Regions from separate parts of the Mus musculus genome. Here region 2 is linked to region 1. Evidence: chromatin contacts called from public HiChIP or PLAC-seq data. All regions are on one chromosome and are shown on one strand. Each heading gives the region's core, a stretch centred on a gene start, on an enhancer-like site or on the middle of the called end of the contact. The rest is flanking DNA. Distances are from core to core; before and after follow the strand shown.

What was found. HiChIP or PLAC-seq counts read pairs in DNA pulled down with a chosen protein or histone mark.
Region 2: an H3K27ac HiChIP or PLAC-seq map of the HPC-7 cell line shows a contact between it and region 1, with 6 times the contacts expected there. The contact joins two enhancer-like sites. A contact is called at or near these places in 1 of 15 datasets of contacts at CTCF or cohesin (the NIH/3T3 cell line), 1 of 484 Hi-C or Micro-C datasets (the HPC-7 cell line) and 2 of 115 datasets of contacts at active chromatin or transcription factors (the HPC-7 cell line and embryonic stem cells).

Annotation. Positions count from the first base shown.
Region 1 is chr8:68,414,992-68,418,982 of GRCm38.p6, reverse strand. All of the region lies in intron 4 of Csgalnact1 (chondroitin sulfate N-acetylgalactosaminyltransferase 1), which reads left to right. Among named protein-coding and RNA genes, the nearest start is that of 1700125H03Rik, 49 kb to the right of the region's middle. Within about 2 kb of position 2,197, at least 12 of the 459 cell types and tissues checked have an H3K27ac peak or open chromatin away from gene starts, as enhancers often do. A contact at or near this core is called in the HPC-7 cell line, where this site is marked.
Region 2 is chr8:68,604,471-68,608,461 of GRCm38.p6, reverse strand. All of the region lies in intron 2 of Csgalnact1 (chondroitin sulfate N-acetylgalactosaminyltransferase 1), which reads left to right. Among named protein-coding and RNA genes, the nearest start is that of Csgalnact1, 130 kb to the left of the region's middle. Within about 2 kb of position 1,626, at least 40 of the 459 cell types and tissues checked have an H3K27ac peak or open chromatin away from gene starts, as enhancers often do. A contact at or near this core is called in the HPC-7 cell line, where this site is marked.

The DNA.
Region 1 (3,991 bases), core at 948-3,447:
AATAGCAACTCTGTAGTCCCAAGGGCTCTCCACTGTCTCGACCTCATCCCTCTCCACCTGACTTCTTTGACTTCATTTAGTCTAACTGTACATCCATAATTCCTAATCACTGGTTTCTTAAAATGAGATCAAAGAAAGATCTGCCATTTCTACCTAGTGTCACTATGCCAACCCACTAACAGCACTCCTCTTATGCCCATTTTACCACCTTTAATTCCTTATCTGTTGCTCCAAATTCTGATCCCCTGTGTTCCCATTTGTGTCCTGTGTGAGGTTCTAGATAATTACATGTCTTTACCAAGTGCTTTTCTGGGTTGTGGAGCCATCTACCTGTCAGTTCCTCCGTCTACCCCTGTGTTCTCATTAGTTACTCTTTGCTCCTTTACTTCAGCATTAGAAATTGTTTCTCCATCTGTCTTTTTGCCACTCCCTCTACATTCTGCCCAATTGTATTTGTTCCCTTTCTAGTCAAACACATCCCCCATCTTCTCTGTGCCATCTGTGTAACAAATCTTTATTGTGTTTCAGAAACATAGGCTGGCTTTTAAAATGCCGACCCTCTAGTCAGAGGAGCAGTAATGAACAGGCAGGTGGCCTGTAGGTAGTTAAGGAGCTTGAATAATGGAGATGTGGTGGAGTGGCTGGGGCAGGGATTAAGAGGTTCAGAGGGTGAAACAGAGGCCTGTCTAGGGAAGTGCCTACTGAGTTGAGACCTACATTATAGGAAGAATCTAGCTATGTTGGTATCTGGGGAAGATCTAAGACATGGAAGAAATGAGGCAAAGGTCCTGAGGTAAACTTGACAGTTGCAAAATGGAAGAAATCTACTCATTTCTCTGCTGCAACTTTGATGGCCATGAGCTTTCAGGTTGACTTCAGCCTGGCTTGTAACCCTGCCACTTCTCTGAAGCCACTATTGGTGTGATTGCTAAGGAGATCCTTGCCCCATTCCCTGGGATGCTTTGATCCTCTTCTTATCAAACCTTTAAGAGGTATTTTTCGTTTCACACTGGTTCTCTGACATCACTACCTTCTGCCTCTGAGTCCTCCTGTCACGGACACATCTCAGTCCTCTTTTGAAGATCCATGCACACTGTGTCTGAAGGTATATATACCCCCCTGTTAACATGATAGGTATCTATCTATCTATCTATCTATCTATCTATCTATCTATCATCTATCTATCTATTTATCTATCTATCTATCTTCCATTTATTCATCTATTCCTGTATCTATTTCAAATGACTAATAATATGACAAATAATTTAATGTTTTGCTTTTTTATACATTATAGATTTAATAAAGATGATTGATGTCCAAGCACCTCATTTGTGTGCACTCATATGTGTGATAAGAATATTAAAAATATCTTAAGTACTTTGAAATACATGATATTGTTGATCATGATCACCATATAAAACAATTGGTCACTAAAATATTTCCAGTCTGATACTTGGTACCTTTAAATGAACATCTGCTCCTTTCTCATCCCTTCCATCCCCTCCTTCTTCCAGACCATGGTAACCGCCATTCTATTCTCTGCTTCCTTTTCTGCTTTTCTGTTTTGTTTTGTTTTAGATTCCACATATAAGTGAGAATGCAATATTTGTATTTTAGTATTTGGCTGATTTTCCTTAGCAAAAATTTCTCAGATTCATGCACATTGTCACGCCTGGCTGCATATCTTCCTATTTCACACCAAGGGATGCTGAGGTCCCTTCCATATCATGAAAGTTAGGAACTGTGTTTTGGGTATACTGAGCTCCCACTTCCTTGGTAAAACACTCTTTCTAGGTTATCTCACCCACATCTGAAGCTTTAATTTATAGGGTGGAAATCTGCAAATCAATATCTCTATGAAAGTTTACCTAGTGACATAAGCCTACTTACTTGGCTGCTAAAATAAATATGTTCAGTTCTTAACTGATTTCTCACCTGTAGCTAGAATTATGTTTTATGTCTGCCCCAGCTCCCCCAGAGTTCCAGTCACCCGCCAAGTCCTTGCCAAACTCTTTTTTCCCTTATCTTATCTGTGGCTACCATCTTAAGAGCTTTACCTCTTCCTGTTGTTCCAGGGCCTTCCTTCCTGATGATTCCTGATCTCATTTCCTGTCATCTGCCCATGTGTTACTTTGCTATGCGGTGATTCTCCTAAGGCCTTATCTCTCCTCTGTTAAAACAATAAACTGACTTCACTTCACTGTGGCCCAGGATAAAGTCATGCCTGTGAGGATGACCTAGTGGGCACATGAGGCACGGCCCCCAGTGAGTCTCCAGTCTTATCTCCCACTTCTTTCACACACCCACATACTTCTGCAATCTATTCTTTTTCAACTCTGTAACATCTGCCCACCCTCAAAAAGCTGGTCTGTGTTTGTTTTGCTCTTTTCAGTGTCTTCGTGTATTCTGCCATCTTTCTTCGGTATGCTCTCTGATTATGTAGTCTTAAGAAACACCCACTGGAACTGCAACCCTATAGGTGGAACAACAATATGAACTAACCAGTACCCGGGAGCTCTTGTCTTTAGCTGCATATGTATCAAAAGATGGCCTAGTCGGCCATCACTGCAAAGAGAGGCCCATTGGACTTGCAAACTTTATATGCCCCAGTACAGGGGAACGCCAGGGCCAAAAAGGGGGAGTGGGTGGGTAGGGGATTGGGGAGTGGGTATGGGGGACCTTTGGGATAGCATTGAAAATGTAAATGAAGAAAATACCTAATTAAAAAAAAAAAAAGAAAGAAACACCCACTGAGTCTTCAGTCCTGGTAAGACACCTCCCAAGCTATCTGTAACTCCCGTCAGGTGGAGATGCATTTCCTTCTATTGTCTGACTGCTTAGGCTGATTCAGGCTGATGTGCCTATCATATAGTTATTTTGTTTACCTGTATGCTGTCTTCTCTAGTATATAAATGATTTTATCAGAAAAGTTCTATTTTCTTTAAGTGTGCTGTGTTTATGTGTGCCTTGTGGGGGGGAGGGGTGTGGGGGGTGTCTGTGTGTGCTCTACATGAGTGCAGATTCCCATGGAGGCCAGAAGAGATATAGTATCCGAGGCCCTGGAGCTAGTGTTACAGATAGTTGTGAGCTATCTGATGTGGATACTGTGAGCTGAACCCAGATCCTTGAGAAGACCACTACCTTTTACATTTTGATCTTGCCCTTGATTAACAACCCTCGTTTACAGCACAAAGCAGTTAGTGAGCCCTATCTTTCACACTGCCTGACAGCCAGAAGGAAAACACTGCCCTACCTTGAAAACACTGGAAGCTTAAATACACCTGCGTACCTCCTTATTCTCTAATACCCAACAAGGTTATTATGGTAGAATGTGTTAGAAGAAAGATAGTTGCTAGTCTTCTGAGGAGGCAATAAGCAACTTTAAGTAAGGCTCTCAGAAAGTGTAGGTGGGATGAGAAGTAGATAGCAGACTTGTCTGCTTCACTGTGACACGACCAAATGCACTCTGGAAAAATCTTTTTGTAAACATTTTCATTATTTACTTACTTTACGTCCTGATTGAAGCCCACCTCCCTCCTCTTCTCCCAGTCACACCCTAATACAACCCCTCCCCCAAGTCTCCCCTTCCTATGCTACCAACCTGCCCTGGCACATGTAACCAAATGTAGGAATCTTAAAAGGTAAGTCTTATGGGGTCTAGGAACGACATATTATCTAAGTGGAATTGTTATGATCCTTGAAATCACAAGTAGCAGAAGGGGGAATGTTACTGTTACTGTTACTGTTCGGCCATCACTGCAAAGAGAGGCCCATTGGACTTGCAAACTTTATATGCCCCAGTACAGGGGAATGCCAGGGCCAAAAAGGGGGAGTGGGTGGGTAGGGGAGTGGGGGGGTATGGGGACTTTTGGTATAGAATTGAAAATGTAAATGAGCTAAATACCTAATAAAAATATAAAAAAAAAGAAATCACAAGTAGCAGAAGGGGGAATGTTATTGTTTTAGAATAAAACCTTTCTTTTTCACTTCA
Region 2 (3,991 bases), core at 377-2,876, 190 kb before region 1:
TCTATCTCCTGGTTTGAGAAGCTCTCAAGCTTCACAATTTAGGAGCATTTCTTCTCCTAGGGCCTGCACAACAGCTCTTGTTTAGACAGCAGCTAGGGAACTGAGGCTCTAGGGTGTTTTGTGCAGAACAAAACAGCTTTCACATTGCTTCAGATGTGATGTCATAGGTTTAGCAGCCCTTTGACCTTTCTTCCTGGCTTAGGTTTCTGTGTAGCGAATTAATGGGATCAGAAGGGAAGATGTTTTCTGTGGTACTTTGTGAATAAAAAATACTGCCATTAATTATTATTTAGAAAGGCATAATTTTTTCTTAAACTCTGCCTTTTGAGCACCCCTAGGCCCCATTGTGTCAGTATAAGCCTTATTAACCAAGGGTAAGCATACTACACCTTTCTCCTGCTCTCCCATTTGGACATAAAGCCTGTTACTGTTGATTGTTCTATAGTTGGTCTTCCTGAGAATGAGATTTCCTTTAAGTCAGCCATTTTCATTACTGGGTAGTGTGTCTCTTTAATGTTATTCTTTTAGAGAGGCTAGTAAAACATTTGCATTTGCTCCCATTCCTTTATTCTTTGTAAAGTCCTAAAGAGTCAGAGAGGGCTCATTAAGGAATGGACTACCATGATGGACAGCCTTTCCTTATTGCTAAACCATAAAAGATGGGGAGAAAATGGGGGCATTTGTAGTGTTTAAAACTTTCATTAAATGGTAAGTGGTGGTTTTGACTGACCTTGGAAATTACCTACATCTTTTTAGTGCTTTCATGCCAGCCTGTGGTCTACAGAAGTGTTAGTAGTCTGTTGGATTTACAAAGTATCTCCCCAGAGGCCCGGTGGTGCTCCTTTGTAATATGATTGATGGATTCACCCTGTACCTCCTGGCTTGCAGAAGTAACTTCTCAGTAACATTTCTCTTCTTCCCTTTCACTTACATAACCACTCCTCGCACTATTTAAGTTCCAGTTCTTTTGTACATTTGTATTTCTGTGGTAACTACAGCTCAAGCACTCTTCTCTGCTTCAATGTCTTCTCCTCTATTGTTTCTGTTCCTCTAGCTAATGATTTACTTTGTGGTATGATAACTTTTTGTGTGTGCTATTAAAAACCATAACCAATTAGGATAATGAGCCGGCAGAAATTAAAAATCTTACAGGACAGAAAACAGAAGGGTGTGTCTGAGGTATGGTTGAACCTAGAGACAAGTTAAGCAGTGTTGGTGGGGACAGACAACTTGGGGGAGGGTCCTTTCCTCTCTTGCCCTTCAGATGGTCTTACCTGCTTCCATTTCTGCTCAGCCCTTGGGAGTCCTGGATTCACTTTGGGCAGAAATTGGTCCAGGGGTATGTTTCTTAGCTGAAACCTGAAAGATGAGCGGATGCCCTCACATGCAAAGGCAGGGAAGGGGCCTGCAGGTGGTTCAGCACACACTAAAGCTGGGAAGCTAGGACTGAATCCTAATGTGACGATTTTTGTTTCCCAGGAACTGTCAGCTTAGGCTGGCAGCCAAGGTTTTCCTCTATCTTCCCCTCCAGCTTCCTCCTAGAAGCTGACAGAAGCCAGTGCCACTTCCTGTGGCCTGATCTAGCTTCTGCCTCCTGTTTTAAACTGATAACCTAGAGTGGAGTTGCATAAGCATCTTCTGGGTAATTAGTTAATTATCTGCACCAGGCACCTGGCTTCTGGCATGTTATACAACAATAACGATATAACGACTTCCAGTCTCTCCATGTTGTCACAAATGACAGAATGTCATCCTTCTTTATGGCCAAGTAGCTTTCCATTGTATATACAAATTCTACCCGCATATCCACTCAGCATTATGGCTATTTAGGATGATTTTATCTCCTAACTACAAATGGTGATATAATAGACATGAGAATGGGGCCCTTTTGAGAGTTGGTTCAAGTATATGCTCAATTTTGATTGACGTACTTGTTATATCTACACTATCACTCCTGTACTTTAGGCTCAGGGATCACTGTGAAAGGAGTACAAAGACTGTAGGAGACAGAGTCAGGGAGTTTGCTGTGAGAGTCTGTCTCCTAGTAATGTCAGAGGCTATAGCCATGAAGTCCATCAACATGGCAGCATAAACCTGACCTAAACAAGGACAACAAGGATTACACCAGTAGACATGCTAATGTATATGGGGGAAAGGTCATGATGTTTTAATCCTACACAAAGAACTGCAGGCAACTAAGGAATGCTGAGAGCTGAAGAAATAGCCTTCCCCAGGGAAGAGTGTATCAATTGGTTCTCCAACACCGAATGGTCTGCCCTGAAAACTTACACATACAAGGATCATAATACAGACTGAACAGGTCGTGTTTATGTATGAAAGCTTGTGTGTGTGTGTGTATGTGTGTGTGTGTAAGAAAAATTAAAAAAAAAAGAGGCCATGAATTTGAAAGACAGGAAGGGACATGGAGTACATGGGAGGGCTTAGAGGGAGAAATTGGTAACAGGTAATGATGTAATTACAGTATAATAGCAACAAATAAAATAAATACTTAAAAATTATACACAGTAAACACATAAATCAAGACACCACGTTGTACCCCTTAAATATGCAGCTGTTGTAGGTCATTGACAAAGCAATAAAGACAAAAATAGCAAGCAAATCAATAGGGATAATTTAGAGTTGACTCTTACACAAAGGGTATAGAACTTCCCTGGTTATCTTTTCTGTCAGATACAAATGACCCTTGAATGTTAGCCCTGCCCTAACAGTGAAATGCTGATTCTGAGTTGCCCATCCTCTTATTTATTTTACCTTTTAAGAACCAAGATTTGACTTTACCATCAGATCAACCCTGAAGGGCAACTGCTAGCTAGATAAGCTGCATTAGACTTAATGTGTGTGGGATAACATTAACAGTTTCTATAGGCTTATTTTCTCTTCTATGCATGCAGTCATATTAACTGTTATGCTAAGATAAAGTTTTAAATGTTTTTATTTTAAATATCAGCCTGTTGGGGAATAATCAAGACCTAACAGAAGGGAAAATGAGGCTTATGACATTATCATTGGAAAAAAAGGAATATTATCATAAACTAGGAAGAAAAGTCATAAAATAAGAGTACTATCAACTGCTTATGGTAAATAAAAAAGAATAATTGCTGCTATTAGTAAAATACTAAAATTGCTACCTCCAAATGTATAGAAGAAAGATTTTTTTTAAGGAAAGGGGATGGTTTGGTTTTTCTGTCCACCTGGACAGGAGTCCTTAGGGAAGAAAATTTCCCCGGATGCTATGAAAGTAGATGGCAGGTTCAGTAGATTGCTCTCCTGAACAAATAGCACACTAGGAATGCTGTCTCCAGGATTCCAAGTAGCTGAAGACAGTATAGGAACAAGGCATTTCATAATCAAGGAAGAAGCACAGAAAACTCTGAACAGAGTGACTCTGGTTACATATATTCAGTAGAGAATTCTACAAGAATTCTGTTAAGGTCTCAGGGGGAAGATGCCTCTATTGACTGTGTGGTTGTAACACAAGTAAACTTTAGATGCTGTGGAAAAGGAAACTAAGTGTATAAGACCTGCAAACCATGGAGCAGTGGGAAGGCTGAGTAGTAAAATTCTTGTTGCATAAACGTGAGGAGCCAAGGTCAGTGTGCAGAACCTGGGAGAACAGCCATGTGGGCAGCAGGTTGCTGGAACCATGGTACTGGAAAGTCAGAGACCATGCTGGGTGACTGCCTACCCGAACTGGTGAGCTCCAGAACAATGAGATATCATGTCTCAAAAACAAGGTAGGAACTGAGTGAGGGGGACATTCAACGGTGACCTTTCACCTTCTTGTGCACGTATACACACATGTATATATACATGCACACACAACAATTGGGTCATACGGGACCTGATAATACTTTTCAGACATAGAAGAAATAGAACTTAAAAAGGAACAAAGGATTTTTAAGAAACTTAAAAAGGACTTTAAAAGCCCCTTTCTTTGAAGTAACCCCCAAATATCAAGTGGGTAGGGATG